Regions from separate parts of the Pan troglodytes genome. Here region 1 is linked to region 2. Evidence: chromatin contacts called from public HiChIP or PLAC-seq data. All regions are on one chromosome and are shown on one strand. Each heading gives the region's core, a stretch centred on a gene start, on an enhancer-like site or on the middle of the called end of the contact. The rest is flanking DNA. Distances are from core to core; before and after follow the strand shown. Region 1 holds the start of OTP (orthopedia homeobox). Region 2 holds the start of TBCA (tubulin folding cofactor A).

Region 1 (4,292 bases), core at 1,401-3,900, 140 kb after region 2:
CATCGTCCCTTGGCAGGATCTTGTACAAAATTCAATCTCTATTTTTTATGAGAAGTAAACTGTCTAAATAAATTTTATTAGGGGCAACCAATATATTTTCTGATAGTTCCCTTTGTTCCACTTCTACGTGTGTGTAACAATCTAAAACCTATTTATTGAGGAAAAATCACTGGATCCGTCATAGAAAATCCTTTTACTTTGCTTTGAAGTGATTTCTGAAGACATTCTTGTCATTCCGAAGATTTGGGGGCCATTGCGCTAAAGCCTCGCCTTGTTAGGGACTTCAGTTCCCATGATCATGTGGGAAATGCCTTAAATTATCAACAGCAATGGGCCTGACCGGCACTTTCCCGGCTGCCCCAGGAACGCGGGAAGATGACGGGGAATAAAACTCTGGTAAATACATATCAGGCGCTACCCAGGTGGATTCAGACATTGGCCAAAACGAGCTACCGAGAGGGAACCGGGAGCAGGGGCGAGCTTTTTACATCCAGGCTATTGTCGTTTTTCTCGCTCTGCCTGCTGGCGGCGGGCACCCGGCTCCAACTCCAGCCTGCGCCCTCCCCGCCTCGACGCCCCACACCGCCCCCTTCCCACTCTCAGATTTCCCTTTTTTTTTCTTTCCTTTCTCCCTTCCCCCACCCCCACCCGAGATGCTTATGCTCTGAAGTCTTGCAAGAAATGATTTAGTTTGTTTATACTGCTATAAAAATCAAGACCAATAGAAAAGTCATAAAATGAAGCGGGCTATCAATCACGCCGCAACATTGTTATTCAGCGGTTACTAACAGAGATGGATAATCCTTTGATTTCGTCCCATTGTTATTACTCTGATGTGTCTTCACATTAACTATTACACATTTATTTATCGACCTGAAAGATACAACAAAACAGAATATACGAGCGAGTGCGTGTGGGAGATCGCTGCACAGCCGGCGCCGTTCCGGGGGCGACTGTGGGATGGGGACACTAGCGCTTGTGTGCACGCACGTGGAGACGCGCGGCCCCGCGCCCTTATCCTTGTCTCCCCAGGTCGCGGCCCCTTCTCCCTCCCTCAAGACAGCGTGTGGAGCCAGGCTGTGCGGCCTGGCGGACCTGCCTATTTCTGGGAGCAGGGTTCTGGGGCCAGGTCTCCCTGTCTCTTCCTTAGCCACTTTCCCCCCACTTCTGACCCTGCGTTCCGGTGTGGACACCCTGCAAGCCCCACCCAGGTGGGCAGAAACCTCCTGCGAGTCCCTGGACGTGCGCAGGCCGGTGCGTACTCCCGAGTCACCGTCCTGAGCTCACGCCGCCCCTCCCTGGGCTGCTGTCTGGCCTCCTTTTGCTGTGCGCTCCCAGCGCTCTAGCTTCTAGATTTGAGGTTTTGTTTGGGGGCAAAGAAAGCTTTTATTGGGGAGACTTTGTTTGCTTTAGGTCTCGGAATTCTCCTCCCAGGCAAAGCGTTTCTCAGAAGGGCTGCGGCCGCTTGCCAAAAACCCTAGCGGCTCCCAGACACGCCGCGAGCCTGAGTCCACGACCCCGGCGCCCAGTCCCACATAGGCCGCGTTGGTAGCAGCTGCAGCAGCCGCTGAAACCCAGTCCGGCCCGGAGCTTCCCGGGAAGCGGTCTCCGCAGCTCAGAAGAAACTGGTGTGGCCAATACCCTGCATTCACACGTGTGTGCATATGTGTGCGCGCGCACGTGTGTGTGCAGGAGAGGAGGCGAACGGGCTGCAGGAGGGAAGGAGGAAACAAAACTGCCCGAGAGTTCGCTTTGCCGCCTCCTTTGTCTCCTTGCTCGGTCCCTGTCACACATACAGCTGAGGACACACACACACACACACACACACACAATTCCTCTCGCATCTGCTCTCAGCCAGCATTTTCAATGTTTTGTCTAAGTCAATTGGACTGCGAACAAAAAAAGCCATTTGCTCAGTATTATTTAAAACAGACTTCATAGGGCCACCCTTTTGTGGAAGGTTTATTTGCACTAAATGAATAATCTTAATTGCATCACTCTCGAATTAAAAATCAATGTTAATCAAGTTGGGAGTAGTAAATATCAGCTTTCATTGTGACTGGGTAGAGGGCATTTTTCTTGTGTTGCAAATAAAAATACAAGTCAAATAACTTTAAAAGGGCATTATGTTCTGCTACAAATACAATTGAAACGGATTGTTTAGGAGCAGATCAGAAATGGTACAGAATTTTGCACTTAATTTCCTCAGTTATCATTTACAATAAGAACCTCTAGGCTTGACAGCCAAGTCTAAACAGTAGTAAATTAGTACAAATTTATACTGATTTTACTCTAATAATCGTAATAAAAGCTTATAGATTTGGCACTAATTACATAAATGCCTAATGATCTTGAAAATTACTCTGGTTAGAAATATATTACTAATCTAAACTTTGTTGTTGGCTGGCTCTGAAAAATCAGAACATTAGAAATGGTTCGCTTCACTTGTGCAAAGCACTTTAAATTGTTCAAGTAGTTTAACATATTCAAGAGGAAAATAAAGAGCATTTAACTTTATTTACAGCCTTAAGTGGAGTTGGGAGCCGAGCTGAACTTAGAAACTTTGACCAAAAGAGCGAGTTAGGGGCGAGGATGCGGGCGTGGGCCAAGCGGAAGAGCAGGAGCCGGGAAGAAGCCCGGTGAGAAGAGTGCAGAGCGCTCGAACCCACACTCCGCGAGGGTCCCCAAAGCAGACAGCGGGCGCTGGCGGTGCCAGGGAAGCCGACTCTTTGCGCTCTAGGCCCACTGTGGGGTTGGGGCTCGTATAGACCCCGGGGCACAGCCAGGGCGCCTGGACCCTAGGCGCAGGCCTGCTGAGCCGCGGCGAAGTCTAGGCGCTGTCTGAAGGCCGCGGTGTGCCCTCGTCGCGCCCTGGGCTGGCGGGCCAATATGAGCGGCAGGCCCAGAGAGCGTAGGTGGGGGCGACCCTCAGGTCACGCCAGGGTCATGGCCCGCTCTGACCCCTGCTCTGCCCCTGCCCTAGGAAGATGTTAGCTCAGAGGCACAGAGCTACGCCTTCGAAGCGCGCAGCGCCGGCCAAGGGGAAGGAAAGGGGAGCCTGGAGAAAATCGCAGGGAAGAACTAGAGGGAGCCGGGCCCAGAAGCTCAGGGCGAGGCCGAGGCGGCTGACGCTGCTTTAGCTCCTGCTCCGGGCTGGAGCTGCCAGGGCTGCCGCCGCCTCCTTCAGGCGGGCGCAGGCGAGCGGGCGGGCGGAGTGGGGGACTCTCCGGGCGCTGACATTTGCAGGCTGCCCTCCTGATTGGTCCCCTCGCCGAGCTGCTCACGGGTTCATTCAACTGTTAAGCACCTCCCCGTCTCTCTAAAGGACATTATAATGCAAGAAGCCCCCTTTTTAACCACAAACCGAATTTTCTTTCATTTAGGTGATCTATATATATCTATATCGTATAGCTTATAGCTTATATCTATTTTAAATAACTTAAAGCCGCTAAAATTTGGGGGGGAACAGCTTTCGCCCTGGAGCGGTGCGCGATGCTGTCTCATGCCGACCTCCTGGACGCCAGGCTAGGTGAGTGCGCGCCTCTCGCCCGGGCAGCCAGGAGAAGCCGGGGCAGGAAATTGTCAATTTGTTCCTTATTTTACCTTAATGCAACCTAAATGGACTAATTTCTTTAAAAGTAATTGTGCTGCATTAAAGTTTAATTTGATTTAACATCGCCTTTAAAAAAAAATCTATGGAATATGTAGATCCAAGAAAGGAGTTGGGGAATGTTGTTACTTTTTGTTTTTCTTATTTTTCGCTTCCCCCCTCCCCCGCCTTTTTTTTTTTTTTTCGAAAGGCGATATACCCCGTGATAATTTGTTAGGAGGTGTTTCTCTCTCTTTTTTTCCTCTCCTGTTTGTTTTGATTTGGGATTTCTTTCTCCTTCCCTCCCCCCGTTTCTCTCTCCCCACCACCATCTTCTTCTCTCCTCCTTTTCTAAGTGTGGTGTAATTTGTAAAAAATCTGGCATAAAGGAGAAGCTGCTGCCATCAAGGCGGATTTGCTAAGTGTGCTGGTTGAGAAGGAGAGAAGCCAAATTCAACCTCACAGTCATCCCCCCCTCTTCTGCAAGGGACTCAGCGTTGCCAATGGCTGTGAGGAATGCGCCTTTTATTTCTCTGGAAAGAAAAGTTGAAATCTCTAAAGTTTGATTCACGGTTGTCCATAGAGTTCACTCGAGTTTCCTTAATGCTATCTGGGTTGCTGAGCTCTGGGTTTCCGGATTGGGAATCTTCGGTGATGGATGTGACTCCATTTTCCAAACACTTTCTCTGATTTGAGGGGGAGG
Region 2 (4,685 bases), core at 2,129-4,628:
AAGTACCAGCACTATCCTAAGCACTTTACAATTATTAGCTCATTTAAGTTTTTCATCATCTACCTTTTACAGATGAAGAAACTGGGGCATAGAGAGGTTAAGTAACTTGTCCAATATTACACAGTTAGTAAGATGCAGAGCTAGGATTGACCCCAGGCAGTCTAGTCCCAGGGTTCACATTCTTAACCACTATTGTAAACTCCTGAAACCTGAAACAAGTCTTTCTGATTCTTGTCCTTAAAGGCGGCGCCAAACTCCTTAATCTTAACCCATAGACTCAAGAATACAATATAGAATGGTTGTCCCCTGATATCTGTGGGGTATTGGTTACAGAACTGCTAAGGATATGAAAACTCATGCTTGAGTGCACACAGAAGTTCCCTAGTTGGCCCTAAGAAACCCACAGAAAAGTGGGCCTTGCCTATATGTGGGTTTCTGCATCCTGGGAATACTGTATTTTCCATCCTTGTCTGGTTGTGGATGCAAAACCTGCCAATATGGAGGGCTGACTGTATTTATTGAAAAAACTCCTCTTCTAAGTGGGCCTGTTGCCAGAAAGCGGTCCCCATCCAGACCCCAGGAGCAAGGTCTTGTGTCTCGTGCAAGAAATAATTTGGGGCAAGTCTATAAAATGAAAGGAAGTTTATTAAGAAAGTAAAGAAATGAAAAAACGGCTACTGCATACAGCAGTGGCATGGGCTGCTTGACTGAGTATACTTATGGTTGTTTCTTGATTATATGCTAAACAAGGGGTGGATTATTCATGAGCTTTCCAGGAAAGGGTGGGGATTTCCTGGGACTGAGGGTTCCTTTCCTTTTTAGACCACATAGGGTAACTTCCAGGTGTTGCCATGGTATTTGTAAACAGTCAGGGTGCTGGTGGGAGTTTATTTTATTATGCTACATTATAATTAGCATATAATGAACATTGAGGACAACCAGAAAACACTTTTGTCACCATCTTGGTTTCGGTGGGGTTTGGCCAGCTTCTTTACAGCATCCTGTTTTATCAGCAGGGTCTTTGTGGTCTGTGTCTAGTGAAACCAGTCCTGCCAACCTCCCATCTTATCCTGTGACTAAGAATGCCTAACCTCCTGGGAAGAGAGCCCAGCAGATCTCAGCCTCATATTACCCAGACCCTATTCAAGATGGAGTTGCTTTGGTTCAAACACCTCTGACACACCTGCACAATTCGAAACTGTTGTTCAAGGGTCAACTGTATACACAGACACAGATAAACTCACAAAGTGTCCTCCAGAGCCTGGGAATGGGCCTGGAAACACACAATGGCAGTAGCAGCAGAGGTCTTTTGGCTGCTGACATTTACTGATTATTGATTTATAGTAAAGGCACAGATACAAATCAATTAAAACAAAGAGAAAGGGGGCAAAAGGAGGGAGGCAGAATTGGGGATTGGGGGGAAACAGCAGGTATTTGTATTGGGAAACCTAGTTTGAGAGAAACTCCTGCAAATTAGCACAAAACTGAGCTCTGAGCTTCTTGAAACCAAAGCAAAAAAGGAAAATATGACGAGTTACATGGTTTTTGCTACCTAATCAAAGGAAAGACCTTAACGGTAGCAAAAGCCCTAGCTGCACCATCTTTTGGTTTGTGGCTTGTAGCTGCTGTTTGTGTGTGTGTGTGTGTGTGTGTGTTTGTGTGTGTGTGTGCATGTCATTTTGCTTTGGTAAGTTTGCTGTTGTGTTTTATCTACCCCTCCCTCCAGTATTTCACAGCGCTGCTGTGTGACTTGGAATTGCACTTCAGTATACCAGCCAGCAGAATAAAAATATTTATTGAATTCTGTGCCCATTGTGCACAAAACACAGGTGGAGGAGGTTGGGGAAGGAAGATTTATGGAAGACAAGAATCTTGCCTCTAAACACGTTTATGAACCAGGATTTATAACTACGAAGCTGAACAAAACCCTTACGAAGGACCAAACAATAATTTAAAAAAGAAATATACTAAAAATAATGATGACTGCTGGGTGACTCCAAAGCATCCAGGGAAGATTGAACACGTGGGGTGAGTCATGGTAGACTTTGCTCAGTTTTGATCCTGGATTTAAAGTAATGGCCTTGGGCTGGCGGGATGAAGGGGATTCCAGGACCAGTCATGAAAGTGAGAATGAGTAAGTCAGGCTAGGGAAGGAAAAAGACAGTCATATGGGTGTCTTTGAAGGATGGTACCAAGAAATTTTAAAAAGGGGGTGGGCTCGGTGGCTCATGACTGTAATCCCAGCACTTTGGGAGGGTGAGGTGGGCCTCACCTGAGGTCAGGAGTTCTAGCCAGCCTGGCCAACGTGGTGAAACCCCGTTTCTACTAAAAATACAAAAAAAAAAAAAAAAAAAAAAAAAAAAAAAAATTAGCCAGGCATAGTGGAACGCGCCTATAATTCCAGCTACTCTAGGGGCTGAGGCAGGAGAATCACTTGAACCCGGGAGGCGGAGGTTGCAGTGAGCCGAGATCAAGCCACTGCACGACAGAGTGAGAATCTGTCTCAAAAAAAAAAAAAAAAAGAAAGAAAAAGAAAAGCAATTTTAAAAAGGGCGATTCTGCCCTGTATTCCTCAGGAGATTCTCTTAGGAAGGGACTGCTAGAGCTCACTGTAGATGTGCCTCATTTTATGCAACAAATATATATTTGAACATATAAAATAGTCAAATGTTGTTCAGCATCTACCATGCGTCAGACAATGAGCTAGGTGTTTTAACCCTTATACCTAATCTGTAAAATGGACATTATTATTTCCATTTTGCAGACTGATCAGCTGCGAGGCTAAACGGCATACGTATCAGTGTTGTCTAGCTAATTGTCTAGCTATTAAAGGGTGGAACCTCGATTGTAAGCCGGTTTTTCTGATCAGGAAGCCCAAGCTTTTGTGTGCGACACACATTCTTGTAAGTTAAATATTTAGGATACACTATAGGTGATCATCTGAAGAAGTTCTATTAGTCATTTCGTTTGAAAGGCACGTTATCTACAAACCTTCTTGCAGGGATTTGAGGTAAAGGGCAAGGATTTTCTTGAGTACGTGCATGATGGCAGTTTGTTTCACTACACATGCATCACTTTGCCTCATCTGACACCAGATAATGACATCGAAAATACCCTTAATACATTTTTTAGGTCACTCCGTCCATTAAGCAGATAATCCCGCAAAGCAACGTCCCAAAGAGACGTTAGTTTCCCCAAAGGCCCAGGCTGTGGAGACCGGGATAGTGTAACTTGCGCCTGAAGTAAAAAGAGGGACAGTCCGAGAGAGAGGAGGAGGGCACGTTTCACTACGGGTAAAGGGGCGCACGAGGGGTAAAGGGACTGGCGGGAGCAGGGTACCGCCCTCTAGTAAACCCGCCCCGCGGGGCGTGGCGGGGACGCCGGGCCGCGCAGCCTGCGCATGCGCGCCGGCGACCACGCCTAAATAGCCGCAGCCTCTGCGCGTCGCCCTCCACGGTTACCCCGGCTCTCCGCCCCTCCTTCTCGCGGCGCTCGAGGGACCATGGCCGATCCTCGCGTGAGACAGATCAAGATCAAGACCGGCGTGGTGAAGCGGTAAGGAGCCGGGAGCGGCGCCCTGCACCTCCTCTTCGTCACCTCATGGCGGCGGCCCGCGAGGCTGAGCGGAGCGCAGGCCCGAGGAGGCCCGAGGCGGGCTCCGAACTCCAGGCCGCACCCGGGGCTCCGCAGTTGGCTGGGACTGGCAGGGACCCAGCGGGGCGCGCTGACGCCCGAGCCCGCCAGCCTCGCACGGCGCTTCCCGTCCCTCTCCGCTCACTGGCCGCTCTGATTTGCGGGGAGAGTCGGCGGTGGCCCGGTTTCTCGGCGCCCGCGGTGGGAAGGTGGTGGGCCGCGGCCTGCGAGGGCGGGAGGGCGGGCCGGGCCCTGATCCCGTGCCTCCTGTGTGCGCGCGCCGGCCTCTCCTTGCTGAACTTGGCCCGGGGAAGCGGGATCCCAGCTGTGCTCTCAAATGGGCTTGAAAGCAGGCTCTGAAGTTTAGGGGGATGCGGAGGATCTGGGCCTCGTCAAAAAAGACCGTAGTGGAGCCGTGTGACCTAACATGGCTGGCGTGACTGGCAGGCTTTGAGAACTGGGCCTGAACTTCTAGCACACTCAGCAAACTTATGTGGCCTCACTTTCTCCAGTCAGATTCCCCGAAGCTCGCCCCAGAGGCTGTGAGATGCTGTTTAAGTAACTTGTGAACCAGAAGTATCTGAGACAGGTCTTAATTTGGAATGTTTATTTTGCCAAGGACGTGCCCATGACACAGCCTCAGGAGGTCCTGATGACATGTGCCCAAGGCGGTTGGGGCACAGCTTGGTGTAATACGTTTTAGGGAGACCTCAGATATTAGTCAATGGGTAAGGTGTACCTTGGTTCCCTCCAGAAAGGCAGGACAACTAGAAGGATGGGGGGCATCCAGGTCATAGATAAGAGACAAATGGTTGCATTCTTTTGAGTCTTTGATCAGCTTTTCACTTAATACACAATTTACATGTGAGAGAGGGATAGAAGAATAGTCACTTATGCCTTAGTCGGCTAAATGAATCTGCGATTTTACATACACAGTAGGGCAGAGGAAGCAGTCAGTTACGCATTTGTCTCAGGTGGGTAGAGGGGTGACTTTGAGTTCTGTCCTTTGTCCCATACCTGTGAAGATAAGCTATCAATTTACATTGCCAGGG

What was found. HiChIP or PLAC-seq counts read pairs in DNA pulled down with a chosen protein or histone mark.
Region 1: an H3K4me3 HiChIP or PLAC-seq map of stem cell-derived excitatory neurons shows a contact between it and region 2, with 4 times the contacts expected there. The contact joins the promoter of OTP here to the promoter of TBCA in region 2. A contact is called at or near these places in 1 of 7 Hi-C or Micro-C datasets (stem cell-derived neural progenitor cells), 1 of 1 datasets of contacts at active chromatin or transcription factors (stem cell-derived excitatory neurons) and 1 of 1 other capture datasets (stem cell-derived neural stem cells).

Annotation. Positions count from the first base shown.
Region 1 is chr4:38,406,979-38,411,270 of NHGRI_mPanTro3-v2.0_pri, forward strand. OTP (orthopedia homeobox) reads left to right here and starts at 2,651. Exons shown (of 3, transcript XM_001143053.7): 1 at 2,651-3,529. The coding sequence starts at 3,493.
Region 2 is chr4:38,269,971-38,274,655 of NHGRI_mPanTro3-v2.0_pri, forward strand. It overlaps TBCA (tubulin folding cofactor A), which reads left to right and starts at 3,379. Exons shown (of 4, transcript XM_001142906.6): 1 at 3,379-3,555. The coding sequence starts at 3,503.